2 separate regions of the Pan troglodytes genome follow, and region 2 is linked to region 1. The links are chromatin contacts, called in public HiChIP or PLAC-seq maps. All regions are on one chromosome and are shown on one strand. Each heading gives the region's core, a stretch centred on a gene start, on an enhancer-like site or on the middle of the called end of the contact. The rest is flanking DNA. Distances are from core to core; before and after follow the strand shown. Region 1 holds the start of FAM174C (family with sequence similarity 174 member C). Region 2 holds the start of APC2 (APC regulator of WNT signaling pathway 2).

Region 1 (6,393 bases), core at 3,539-6,038:
GGGGCAGCCTCCCTGACAGCCAGCCCCCCCAGTCTCAGGAGCCATTTTACAGTGAACAGAAGCACGTTCTGGTCCAGCAACAAGTAGATGTCAGTCGGTTAGGGTAGGAGTTGGCACTAGTTCGGAAATAGGAGAACCTGAGAGTGCAGTCCTGCCCAGGGCACAACTGGAAGGCTGTGGGGGAAGGGAGACACCCGTTGTGGAAATGGGTGCGGCCTGCCTTCAGTCTTGGGGGTGGATGGAGTAAATTATTTGAATTAAGAAGTCCTAGGTGGCTGGGTGCCGTGGTTCACACTTGTAATCCCAAAACTTTGGGTGGCCACGGTGGGAGGATTGCTTGAGCCCAGGAGTTTCAGACCAGCCTGGGCAACAGAGCAAGACCCCATCTCTACTAAAACAATTTAAAAAAATTATCCAGGCGTGGTGGTGTACACCTACAGTCCCAGTTTCTTGGGAGGCTGAGGTAGGAGGATTGCTTGAGCCCAGGAGGTGGAGGCTGCAGTGATCCCTGCACTCCAGCCTGGGTGACAGCTAGACACACTGCCCCCGACCCCAAAAAAATAAGTCCTAGGTATGAGTTTGAGATAATGAAAAATAAAAATCTGACTTTCTAATATTTCCCCTAAAAAATACATGTCATTTACATAAAATAGGAAGCGGGGAGAGGTGGTGAGAGATGACCCCTGTTGAGGATTTCATTGGTGTCTGCCACAGGCCGCCATGGCATCAGATGAAGGCAAACTTTTTGTTGGAGGGCTGAGTTTTGACACCAATGAGCAGTCGCTGGAGCAGGTCTTCTCAAAGTACGGACAGATCTCTGAAGGTGAGGCTGCTGCTGGGCCCGCGGCCCTGGGCGGGGGGGGGGCTTGTGCTCCTCCTACCTGGAAGTACAGCTGGGTGCTGACTGCAGATCTCTCTCCCCTGCACAGTGGTGGTTGTGAAAGACAGGGAGACCCAGAGATCTCGGGGATTTGGGTTTGTCACCTTTGAGAACATTGACGACGCTAAGGATGCCATGATGGCCATGAATGGGAAGGTGAGGATCAGGGTGCTGAGCGGGAGTCCCATCTCGAGGATGGGGCACCCACCCGCTAACCCGTCCCGCCCTCTGTCTCCAGTCTGTAGATGGACGGCAGATCCGAGTAGACCAGGCAGGCAAGTCGTCAGACAACCGATCCCGTGGGTACCGTGGTGGCTCTGCCGGGGGCCGGGGCTTCTTCCGCGGGGGCCGAGGACGGGGCCGTGGGTTCTCTAGAGGTGAGTGCCATGAGCGGGTCCCTTGGGGATGCTGTGAGGTACTGCTGGTGGGAGCTGGTACTCACTTTTTCCTGTATGTGCAGGAGGAGGGGACCGAGGCTATGGGGGGAACCGGTTCGAGTCCAGGAGTGGGGGCTACGGAGGCTCCAGAGACTACTATAGCAGGTGAGGGGGAGGCCAGCCCAAGCACGGGTGGTTGCGGGATGGCCAGCTTCAGTCCCGGGTCCCAGGTCCCTGGGGGAGCTGAGATGAGACTGGCTGGGCAAGGAGCAGAGGCAGGTGGGGGCCCAGGCCAAGAGGAGAGGAGACTGCTCAGGACATTCACAGAAGCGGGAGGGCCTGGGGGACAGGCTGGTGGAGATTTTGGACGATTTCCAAGATTCTGCCCTGCTGGGGTCCTTGTTGCATCCCCAGAAGGGACGGCTGGCATGGGGGCCGGCGGCTCAGCCTGTTGTGGCAGAGCAGAAGTAGACGGGTACCTTTCGGTACTCAACATTTGTCTGTCTTGCAGCCGGAGTCAGAGTGGTGGCTACAGTGACCGGAGCTCGGGCGGGTCCTACAGAGACAGTTATGACAGTTACGGTAAGTCACACTCCGAGGGCGCCACGCTGCTGTGGCCTGCGGTGGGAGCTCGGTTCACCTTGGTGCCCTCTCCAAGCACTTTAGGCTGGACACTCAGACCTTGTCACTGTGCTTGCCCAGAAGAGGCGCATCTGTCCTCAGAGCCATTTCTATCGCAGGATGCAAAAGCCAAATGAGACTGACCAAAAAGGCAAGGGAGAGCGAGGGCCCGCTGGGCAGTCAGCTAGGTGCATGTGTGGCCACAGGCCAGCCTCCCTCGGCTGTGGGGGGTGGTTGCTCCCCGGCCGCAGGCCGCGCCCTGGTCTGGCCTCTGGGGTGAAGCTGCCTCTCGTTGCTTCGGTGCCTTTACACTGTGCCTGCTTCTTGTCCTCAGCTACACACAACGAGTAAAAACCCTTCCTGCTCAAGATCGTCCTTCCAATGGCTGTGTGTTTAAAGATTGTGGGAGCTTCGCTGAACGTTAATGTGTAGTAAACGCACCTCCTTGTATTCCCACTTTCGTAGTCATTTCGGTTCTGATCTTGTCAAACCCAGCCTGACCGCTTCTGACGCCGGGATGGCCTCGTTACTAGACTTTTCTTTTTAAGGAAGTGCTGTTTTTTTTGAGGGGTTTCAAAACATTTTGAAAAGCATTTACTTTTTTGACCACGAGCCATGAGTTTTCAAAAAAATCGGGGGTTGTGTGGGTTTTTGGTTTTTGTTTTAGTTTTTGGTTGCGTTGCCTTTTTTTTTTTAGTGGGGTTGGCCCCATGAAGTGGGTGCCCCATTCACTTCTCTGAGATCGAACGGACTGTGAATCCGCTCTGTCGGAAGCTGAGCAAGCTGTGGCTTTTTTCCAACTCCGTGTGACGTTTCTGAGTGTAGTGTGGTAGGACCCCGGCGGGTGTGGCAGCAACTGCCCTGGAGCCCCAGCCCCTGCGTCCATCTGTGCTGTGCGCCCCACAGTAGACGTGCAGACGTCCCTGAGAGGTTCTTGAAGATGTTTATTTATATTGTCCTTTTTTACTGGAAGACGTACGCATACTCCATCGATGTTGTATTTGCAGTGGCTGAGGAATTCTTGTACGCAGTTTTCTTTGGCTTTACGAAGCCGATTAAAAGACCGTGTGAAATGAACCTTGCTCTGACAATTCCCTTGCATTGCACCACACACTCCTTGCTGCGGGCTCCTGCAGCCAGACCTGAGCAGAGAGAGAAGGTGGAGAAGCAGTGGGTCTGCAAGCCTTGCCTGGGGCCTGCAGAGCTAGAAAGGGAGGCCCAGCAGACTGGCGCTGGTCAGGGTAGGGGAGCCAGGCGGGGGACGGGAGCGGGCAGCTCAGGCCTCAGGGCAGCCCTGGGAGGCTTCTGGCAGTGGTGGCCAGAGGGCTGGACTGTGCGGGCAGCTTAACAGGGACAGTGGACGTGCACCTGACGCTGACCTGGACTGCCTCAGTCTAGAAGCAGGCCAGAGAGCAGAGGCACGTGGCATCTCAGGGCGACCTCAGACGGCCAGCCGGTTAGCTAGTTCTGCTGTTGCTTCACGAGTTCTGAGCATTCTCTGCTAGCCTATGGAAGCTGCAGCCCTCGGAGGACAGAAGTGTTGTGCGCCCAACAGAACCCTCTGAGACGCAAGCTGCTCCCTTGGCTAGCTCATATGTGGAAATAGCCCTGTAATTCGAGGTAACTCCTTCCGCTCGTGTCCACATCCCTCTTGTTGAGAGCTCACTGAAAGTCATGTGCCCGGGGAATGTTCCTGTGACTGTTTTTTGTTTTTCCTTTTTTTTTTTTTAACTTTTTGTTTTTTTCAATTAAGCTGGAACTAAAGTCAGGCCCGGCCATTACGCTCCCCACGTGCAGCCAGGTGCAGCCTGGGCCCAGTCATGCCTGGCTCATAGATGAGATCCCTTAAGCAGGATTGGAGACCAGTGAACGCCCCCGCCTTTTGGATTTTTTGCTCATCAATTGACCGTCTTTTCCAGACCTCTTAAGTCACACTCTTAGCTTTCTCTGATGTCTGTTGCCGCCATTAGTTTTTTTCTAGAGCCCACACTGGCCCACATAGCTCCATCCCATACGGGTAGCTGGCTCCAGCTGCGCCACGGTGCAGACCCGCCCTGGGCATGCTGGCCTGTGACGGAGCCTGAGGTCACAGCCCCCTGACTAGCCTGAGACCTTCCTAGGGGCTGTGGCTGTTTCCGGGGAGGCCGGGAGGGGCAGCTGTGAGCCCCATGGAGGACGTCGGGAGTAACGCTGCTTTGCTTTGGCAGGTTGAAGGGGCCCGGCCAGGACTCGGGGAAGGGTGGCCTGAGAGCAGCGATGACCTCTGGGGTCACTGTCCCAGGAGGGACTTCACCTGGAACGAGAGCTGGAGGCAGCCGCTTGCCCAGGAGGCTTGTCCCCTGTAAGTGCTTTCGGGAAGAGTGGCATGTGGCGCTGAGCCCTGTCCCGGGCGACACCTGGGCGTTTCAGTGAGTCCTGCTCTCCCGCACCTATGGCCCCGCGGCGGGCGCCTTTCGGTGTGTGTTGGGTGCAGGGCAGCGCCTCCCGGGAGCGCCGGGTCCCCCGCCTGGAGCCCGCGCCTGTTCTCCCTCCCTCCTCCTCCTTCCAGGAGGCGCTTCGCCAGTGAGGTGCGGGCTCAGGGCCTCGAGTCTCTCCTGGAGCACGGGCTGCGGTGCGCTGGCAGCTTACGGGGCGGCCAGTCCTTGCCCACAACGATGTGGAGCCCTGTGAAAGTCGGATTCGAATAAAGGGCCACGTGTGCACCCAGAAAGCCGAGTCTGTGGTTCAGGGGGGTCTGTCGGCGGAGCGGGGCCACTGGGAGAAAAGCCTGCGGACCTCGGTTCAGCGCACGAGCAGGACCCGACAAGGAAGACTGCAAGGGTCATTGTCCGAGCAGTGACCGCGGGGGGCTCGCCATTGAGGGGGTTCGCAGCGCGGAGACTCCAGTCCCGCGGGATCTGAGGCGCACTCGGCTTCGGGGGAGCGGCGGCCGCGCAGCCGCTGTCAGGCCCCGTCTTGGGCCGAGCCCCGGGTCCCCTGCAGCAGGCTGGGGAGCGGGACGTCACCTTCCTGGGCCCTGGATGTGGCCGACGCGTTCTCAGTGTCCGTGAGGCCGGGGCAGGAGTGGCGGGGGCCGCCCCGAAGTGGGTGGGAATGAGCGGCCCGAGGTCCTGAAGTCGGGGTCCGCCCCGTTCCCCCGCTGCCAGCCCCATTTCCTCGGAAGCCGCGACCCCCCACGCTGGGCTGGCAGTTCTGGGCTCTGCCTGCTGCGCCTTGCCGGGGCTCCCACGGGCGGGCTCCGGCCCTCCGTCCTGATCCCTTGGAGCGGGTCGACGAAGCAAGTTCCGCGGCGGGCGCGCGGGGCACTGTGGGTAGCGCCGGGGCTCACCAGGCGGAGGCGGGGCCCGACGTCAAGCTCCGCCTCCACGCCCCATTGGCCGGCATCACCTCCGCGCGCCTGACTGACAGCGCGCATAGGGGCGGGGCGCCGCCACCGCTTCCACCGGGCCATGGGGCCGCGCGTGCTGCAGCCGCCGCCGCTGCTGCTGCTCCTGCTGGCGCTGCTGCTGGCGGCGCTGCCGTGCGGTGCCGAAGAGGCCTCGCCGCTGCGCCCCGCGCAGGTCACGTTGTCGCCGCCGCCGGCCGTGACGAACGGGAGCCAGCCGGGCGCGCCGCACAACAGCACGCACGCGCGTCCGCCGGGGGCATCGGGCTCGGCGCTTACGCGCTCCTTCTACGTGATCCTGGGCTTCTGCGGCCTGACCGCCCTCTACTTCCTGATCCGGGCGTTTAGGTGCGTCAGGCGCACGCGGGCGCCGTCTCCCAGCCGTGGCCAATTAGCGCGCGCCTAGTGCGTCACGTGCCCGGCCGCGGGGTCCTCCCCTCCCTCCCTCCCTCCCTCTCTCCCTGCTGGAGTGGGCGTGGGCGGTGCTGTGCGGGGTCGTCACGTGGTGTGGGCGGTGCAGGGGCCACGGAACTCACCCGCTCTCTAGCCTGCGCCTGGGGTTCGAGGTGCCCAGCGCCGCCGCCTCTTAACTTGGGGGTGACGCTGCCCGTTTCCCAGGTGGAGCCACTGAAGCCGGAGCATGCCGGGCAGGGGTCAGGCCCTGGCGGGGCGAGGGGGCCTCCTTGGCTCCTTGTCGCCGGATGCCTGTCCTCGTTCTCATCTTCCCGCCTGCTGCCACGCTTTTCCGTGGGGTCCCGATATTTTCCTTTCTGCTTCTACCCACTGAAGCTGGTTCGTCGCCAGGGTCGGCCGCGTGCCCGCCTTGGGTGCTCCCACAGCCCGGGAGGTGCAGCTGCGTCCCCAGACCCTCGCGGGGGTCTCCAGCTGTAGGCAGCCCTTGGGCAGGAGGGGCTTTTGCCTGTTCAGGCCACCCCGGCTTCCCTGGCCTGTGGGTCCAGTCTCCTCTGGGCTCCTGACTACCCAGTGTGGCTGCTTCTCCCGGGTGGGAGAGACACTGCGAGGACCTTATCCCTCCCCATCACCACCCTGGCAAAGTCAAGCCTCTTTTTATTTTTTATAAGTTTTTACTGTAGCTATGGGGTCTCGCCATGTTACCCGCGCTGGTCTGA
Region 2 (6,787 bases), core at 2,080-4,579, 170 kb after region 1:
TGCTACAGTCTGGCTGCTAGGTGGCCGCCGGAGGTCTCTGGGCAGCACTGGCCAGGTTCACTTCAGCGTGAACAGAAGCTTGTACAGGACCCAGCTTCGAAGGCCCACCCCAGGTCCAGCTCAAGGAGAGGGAGGGAAGGCATGTGTAGGCAGGGTTCATTGTAGTCTCGGTTGTCAGCATTCAGAATTCTTTTTATTTTTTTTTCTTTTTTTTGAGACAGAGTCTCGCTCTGTCGCCCAGGTTGGGGTTGAGTGGCACTATCTCGGCTCACTGCAGCCTCCACCTCCCAGGTTAAAGCAATTCTCCTGCCTCAGCCTCCCGAGTAGCTGGGATTACAGAAGCACGCCACTACGCCTGGTTAATTTTTGTATTTTTAGTCGAGACAGGATTTCACCATGTTGGCCAGGCTGGTCTCCAATTCCCAACCTCAGGTGATCCGCCTTCCTCGGCCTCTGAAAGTGCTGTGCTCCAGCCTGGGCGACAGAGACTCCGCCTCAAAAAAAAAAAAATTGCTGAGGTGTTAGGTGCTTTTCGCCTCAGATACGCAAAGTGGGAAATTAGTGGATGTCCCACTGAAACAGCTTTATCTGCAACATGGTTTTCAACCCTGAGCCTTAGAAATCAAAAGTGCCGGAAACCATGGTGCACACTTGAAGTCTTTACCGAGGCCCCGTCTAAAAAAAACAAATGGAGCCGGGCGCGGTGGCTCACGCCTGTAATCCCAGCACTTTGGGAGGCCGAGGCGGGCGGATCACGAGGCCAGGAGATCAAGACCATCCTGGCTAACATGGTGAAACCCCATCTCTACTAAAAACACACACAAAAAATCAGCCGGGCGTGGTGGCGGGCGCCTGTAGTCCCAGCTACTGGAGAGGCTGAGGCGGGAGAATGGCGTGAACCCGGGAGGCGGAGCTTGCAGTGAGCTGAGATCGCGCCACTGCACTCCAGCCTGGGGGACAGAGCGAGACTCCGTCTCAAAAAAAGAAAAAAATAAAGGGAAATGACAGAGCTTTTGAGCTACCAGGTCCATCTGCAGAGCAAATGACACAGAGATGTGTGGGGCCGCGCCCATCATGAGGCAGCTAGCTGGGAACAAGCCCCAGGGGGCCCTCCCGGAGGAAAGCGTAATAGGAATGGGTGCTGGGCCTCACTTCGCTTTTGCAGAGCTTTACTGGCACCCAGCTGTGCCCATTCATACCTGTATTACTTCTGCCAGGCAGACGCTGAAAATTTACTGTCTGGACCTTTACGGGAAGTTTCCTGTCCATAAAAGCCCTCCCTGCACACGCCCCTGCTGGCCAGCACGTGGCTGCTAATGGGTACTTCCCTTGGTTTTCTGCAGTTGGAATCCAGCATGTGTGATCAGGGAAAATATGTATTAGTATTTAAAGCAAAAAGATACCCCCAGTTCAGAGAGACACATGTCTTGGTGGCCAGGTGGTGCCCTAGGTCCACAAGAATTTGGGGGGTGTCCAGGAGGTGGGGTGGGAGCCTCTAACTAGCACTAGGGTGCCACTGTCGGGGGCCACTCCCAACTCAAGGCCCAGGCTCTGTCTTTAGGCCTCTCTGGCCATATCCGCACTTCCTCTTTTTTTTTTTTTTTTTTTTTCTGAGACGGAGTCTAGCTCTGCCGCCCAGGCTGGAGTGCAGTGGCAGAATCTCAGCTCATTGCAACCTCCGCCTCCTGGGTTCAAGCGATTCTGCTCAGCCTCCGGAGTAGCTGAGACTACAGGCATGCGCCAAGACGCCGGTTAATTTTTTGTATTTTTAGTATAGACGGGGTTTTGCCATGTTGGCCAGGCTGGTCTCGAACTCCTGACCTCAAGTGATCCACCCGCTTCGGCCTCCCAAAATGCTGGGATTACAGGCGGGAGCCACCGTGCCCGGCCCCACGCTTCTGTTTCTACCCTCTGGTCCCACACCCCGCTCCAGAATCTGCATGGACTCTCCCAGACCTGCCCGGCCGCATCTGTGCCGGCTCAGACAGACAGCTCCGTCCTCATCAGGTTCAGGTCTGGCCCCGGCGCTGCGGGTCAGCTGCCTTCAGGCCCTGTCCTGGTTCCCGCCGCTTCTCACATCCCCGCGGCCTCCCCCGTGGACGGCAGTTTACACTGAACTCGGCGCCCTCCCCTGACTTCTGAAGGAGGAGTCCTGGGTGGCCCCGAAGCCTCCCCCGCAGCCGCACGGCTCCGTCCCCGCTCCAGGGTTCAGCTGAGGCACCTGCTGGAGGCGGCCTGTCCCCGCCGCCCTGCTAAAGCGGCGCCCCTTTCTCCGGCCGCTCGTTCTTTGGTTTCCAGGGACTTTGCACAATTCATAACACCCCTCTTAGCCCCCATCCTGCCCAGGCCGCATCTTCCGCCCCATCATCCGGCCCTCGACCCGCGCAGCCGCCTCCGCCCTCCTCTCCCGGCACCGCCCACGGCCTGTTCTCCCCGCAGCCGCCAGCGGGCGCCCGCGAGCCTGGAGCCGGGCGCGGCCCTGCTCTGTCCACAGCCCGCGGTGGCTCCCACCTCCCGCTGGGCCTGCGCGACCTGCCCCGGGGCCTCCCAGGCCTCACTGCCCTCGCGGGCTGCACTCTCCCCCAACACTCCCCAGGGCTGTTCGGCCTCCCCAGCAGCTCCCCATGCCCTGCCCGCCCCGCTGGCGTCTCTCCCAGCCCGCTGCAGTCCCCTCGTTCACGTCAGCTTCCCAAGGGCCCGGATTTTGTTTTGTTCAGTGCAGGGGGCCCAGCACACAGTAGGTGCTTAATAAATGCTTGTTGCATGAATGTCCGCGTTCGGTGTCGCCCCCTTACGGCGGCCCCCCGCGCGCCCAGCTCGGCGCCCAGCAAGCCTTGTGCGCGCAGGTGATGTTTGCTGAATGACTAATGAACCTCAGCGCGCCAAGCCGGGCTGATTCGGGGGTGGTTCCGAGCTTCCGCAGGGTGACCGTCCGCGGGCAGCGGACCACAGCCGCATGGCGACGCCGCCTCTGGCCCTCCGCGACCCCCATTCCCCGTGGGACCTCTCGTGCCCCCACCCCCACCCGGCCTCCTCCCCGCCGCCTCGGGCCCCCCAGCCTCCTCCGCATTCGAACTCCCCAGCCTGGTCGGACCCGGACCCTGGCGCCGCTCGGCCCACGCGAGTCCCCTCTCCTCTCTCCCATCCCCGGATCTCCCACCGCCCCTCCGCAGCCTCGGTGCCGCGAGACTCCCCAGCCCCCGCGAGCACCTCCAGACCCCACGGCACGCCCTCGCCCCTTTCGGGAGGAGCCCCGCCCCGGGCCCGCGGACTGACCCCTCCCGCCCCTCTCCGCGCAGGCGCAGGGCGGCCCCGTTCGCGTCCCGCACCCCCACCCTGGCCGCCGAGGGGCGGGGCGCGGCGGGTCCGGGGCGGCCGCGGCTCCATGGGGCTCCTGGGGCTCCTGAGCCTGCTGCACTCGGCCTTCTTCGGGGACCAGGTAGGGCGCGTGGGTCGGGCCGTTGGGGAGGGCTCCGGGCCGCGCAGGAACGGGGCGGGGTCCACACCGCGGGAACAGCGGGCGCGGCGGCGGGGGGCGCATGGGGCGAGCGCGCGGAGGCTGCAGAGTCGGGGGTCTAGTGCGTTCGCCGTAGAGACCGTTGCCGGGGAAACCGCCTCGGAAGGCTGGCGGGGATGGAAGCCCCTCTCGTGCGCCGCTGCGACCCCCAGCCCGGGTCTGCGCAAGCGCAGGGCTCGCCCAGCCCAGCCCTCGGCCTCTGCAGGAGACCCTCGGACCCCTCCTCACTGCGCCGACGCGGAGGCTGCGCCAGCTGGGGCGGCGGGGGCGGCTGCGGGGGCATCCTGCGGAGGCTCGGCCCTGCGCAGGGTGGGGGCCTGGGCCACGCCCTGCGCTTCTTTGGGCCTCAGTTTCCCCTTCTGGGCGCGAGCGTATGGCCTGCTTTGACGTTCGCCGCCGCTGCTGTTCGTATCCGTCCGCTCCCGACCCCAGCGCTTCTCCAGCCTCCGGAATCGTCTGAATTTCGCGGCTGTGACATCCCTCATTGGAGGGGAAACTGAGGCTGGGGGGGTGCAGCGGGGAGCCCAAGGTCACGCTTCGAGGCCGGAGCCTCGTTGCGGAGCTAAGGCGCCCGCAAGAGAACGCGGGGCGGGGGCCGGGGAGCTGTCCGCGGTGCTGACGGAGGCGCACGTCTGCCGACTCGCCGCCGGGGAAACTGAGGCCCATAGCGGCGGTCAGGCTTCAGGGCACGGCCTGGACCGGCCTACCCCACCCTCCCCCACCTCCGGTGGCCTCCTCACCGGTTAGGGCTCTGCCCGGCCACCCAGCCGGCGGCGGCCCGTCTCTATCCTCCCGCGATGACCTGGTGCCTTCTCTGTCCCCACCCAGCTCCGGATGGGGGCCGCCCCTGTTTCTGCCTCTAGCCCCTGGCACAGAGGAGGCATCAAGGGGGCGGGGACAGCTCGAGGTCAGACTCAGAAGGCTCAAAGACACTCCAAGAGTGAGCCGTGTGCCAGGCTGCGGACTTGCGGGGAGGTGTCACAGGACAGGGGTGGGGGAGTGAGCATTTCATGCAACTTCCCCTTTAGCCCAGCAGCAGTAGGGGGCGTGGAGGACCCCAGGGAGGAGCCTAGGTCGGAGTCTTGGGCTAGGCCCTGCGTTCTGCAGTGGGAGAAGGGGGAGACCTCTCTCAGTCTCCTGAAGTCTTAGGGGGCTGTGGGGGGTTCTTGAGGCTCTGAAATGTCTGGTGATGTCTGAGTGTGGCTGTGGTTCAAGGATTTACAGGGTCGAGGATTTTAGTGTGTAGAGGGGGATTGTTCAGGGACATAATGTTTTGTAGATTTGGGGCCAAGGGCATCTTGTCTTGGGGCCTCAGCCCCCATGTACCCTCAGCCCTCCAGGCCCTGGCCACCCCCAGAGGGATAAGAAGGGAGGCTCAGTGTCACTCCGGAGGCCTGGCTGGCACAGATGAACTCAGGCAACACGTTCCCTGGCCCAGGCCTCAGTTTCCCCATGTATACAAGGACAGGACTGACCTTGGATCCCCCAAACCCCTGCCTGATGGGGGCCTGGGGAGCTGAGACATCTGAAACTACACAGGGAGGTGGGACTTAGTTCCTCTTTGGGGGGGAGGCAGGGATTATCCAACCCACCCTTCAGTAAACAAGACTGGAAACTGAGGCCAGAGAGAGACATGCCCAGGGGGACACAGGGACAACAAGGCTGAGCTGAAGCCAGGGCCCTGGGCTCTGCATCCCCAACCCCATTTCAGCCTCGCCCAGCTCTGCCCCGGCTTGACCTGTCAAACCCCACCACGCGCCCTACCCCATGGCTCCACCAGACACCCCCTGTGTCCCAAGCATGCATTGATCTTCCCTCAGCCTGGAACGCCTCTCCTCCTGATCACTGCTGTTCACTTCTCAGGGCAGCCTTCCAGCCTCCAGAAAAAAATCCCCTTCGAGGCGGGCGGATCATGAGGTCAGGAGTTTGAGACCAGCCCGACCAACACGGTGAAACCCCCTCTCTATTAAAAATACAAAAATTAGCTGGCATGGTGGTACATGCCTGTAATCCCAGTTACTGAGGAGTCTGAGGCAGGAGAATCACTTGAACCCAGGAGGCGGAGGTTGCGGTGAGCCGAGATCGCGCCACTGCACTCCAGCCTGGGGGACAGAGCAAGACCCCATCTAAAAAAAAAAAAAAAAAAAAAAAAAGGCCGGGCGTGGTGGCTCACGCCTGTAATCCCAGCACTTTGGGAGGCCGAGGCGGGCGGATCACGAGGTCAGGAGATCGAGACCATCCTGGCTAACGCGGTGAAACCCCGTCTCTACTAAAAATACAAAAAATTAGCCGGCGTGGTGGCGGGCGCCTGTAGTCCCAGCTACTCGGGAGGCTGAGGCAGGAGAATGGCGTGAACCTGGGAGGCGGAGCTTGCAGTGAGCGGAGATCGTGCCACTGCACTCCAGCCTGGGCTACAGAGCAAGACTCCGTCTCAAAAAAAAAAAAAAAGAAAAAAAAAGAAAAAAAAGAAAAAAGAAAAGATCCCCTGTGTCTGCCCACTGCATTGCCTCCCCAGACCCAACCAGTGGGGACAGCTGCGTCCAGCTCTGGGGGCTCCCAGATAGCCAGGCCAAAGGGCTCTCAGCCCCTGGCAGTGCTGGCCCGGGACAAGGCCCTCGGGTCTTCAGCTCAAGGCCCAACAGGAAACAGCACGGGTCCTCCCTTGCCTTTGTCTGCGGGGCCTTGAATACTCGGACCTTCCCACCCTCTCCTATCATTCCCTGCACCAGCCCTTGCAGAATCTTCCGCCTCCTCTCCATTTTACAGAGGAGGAAACCGAGGGTTGAGCGGCGAATGATTTGCCTGCATGCCCAGCACGGAAAAAAATCACTCTTCTGGCCCCAGTCGCCTCCCTTTCTGTGCTGTGAGTCTGTGTCCAGAGCAGGAAGGGCTGCTCCGAGCTGCAGGTACGGGCTCTGTGTGTTAAACCTTCAAATGGCTTCCAGGGACTCATGGAGCATCCAGGACACCTGGAGATGGCGACTCCTGGGACCCCTGGCCCTTCCCTCCTCTGGCCTTCGGTCCGTGAGGGTGAATTAAGTGTGCGACCGACCAGGGGCAGAGACACATGGACACAGAGATTGAGAGACAGAGAACAGAGGGGGAGACAGAAAGAGAGAGGGACATGAAGAGCAACGGAGTTACAGGAGGACCTGACGCTCCGTTGGGGAGACAGGGAGAAATGTGGGGAGATGCAGCGTCCCAGGTGCTCCCCAGTGGCCTGCCCCTCCTCCCCTCTCCCCTCCCCACCAGGCAGGACCCTCAGGGAGC

What was found. HiChIP or PLAC-seq counts read pairs in DNA pulled down with a chosen protein or histone mark.
Region 2: an H3K4me3 HiChIP or PLAC-seq map of stem cell-derived excitatory neurons shows a contact between it and region 1, with 4 times the contacts expected there. The contact joins the promoter of APC2 here to the promoter of FAM174C in region 1. A contact is called at or near these places in 1 of 7 Hi-C or Micro-C datasets (stem cell-derived neural progenitor cells) and 1 of 1 datasets of contacts at active chromatin or transcription factors (stem cell-derived excitatory neurons).

What each region holds. Positions count from the first base shown.
Region 1 is chr20:3,564,981-3,571,373 of NHGRI_mPanTro3-v2.0_pri, forward strand. It overlaps FAM174C (family with sequence similarity 174 member C), which reads left to right and starts at 4,789. Exons shown (of 3, transcript XM_003953305.4): 1 at 4,789-5,611. The coding sequence starts at 5,328. CIRBP (cold inducible RNA binding protein) reads left to right here. Exons shown (of 6, transcript NM_001280513.1): 2 at 654-823; 3 at 930-1,036; 4 at 1,119-1,257; 5 at 1,341-1,422; 6 at 1,769-2,955. The coding sequence starts at 721. The coding sequence ends at 2,015.
Region 2 is chr20:3,738,275-3,745,061 of NHGRI_mPanTro3-v2.0_pri, forward strand. APC2 (APC regulator of WNT signaling pathway 2) reads left to right here and starts at 3,330. Exons shown (of 15, transcript XM_016934568.3): 1 at 3,330-3,439. The coding sequence starts at 3,386.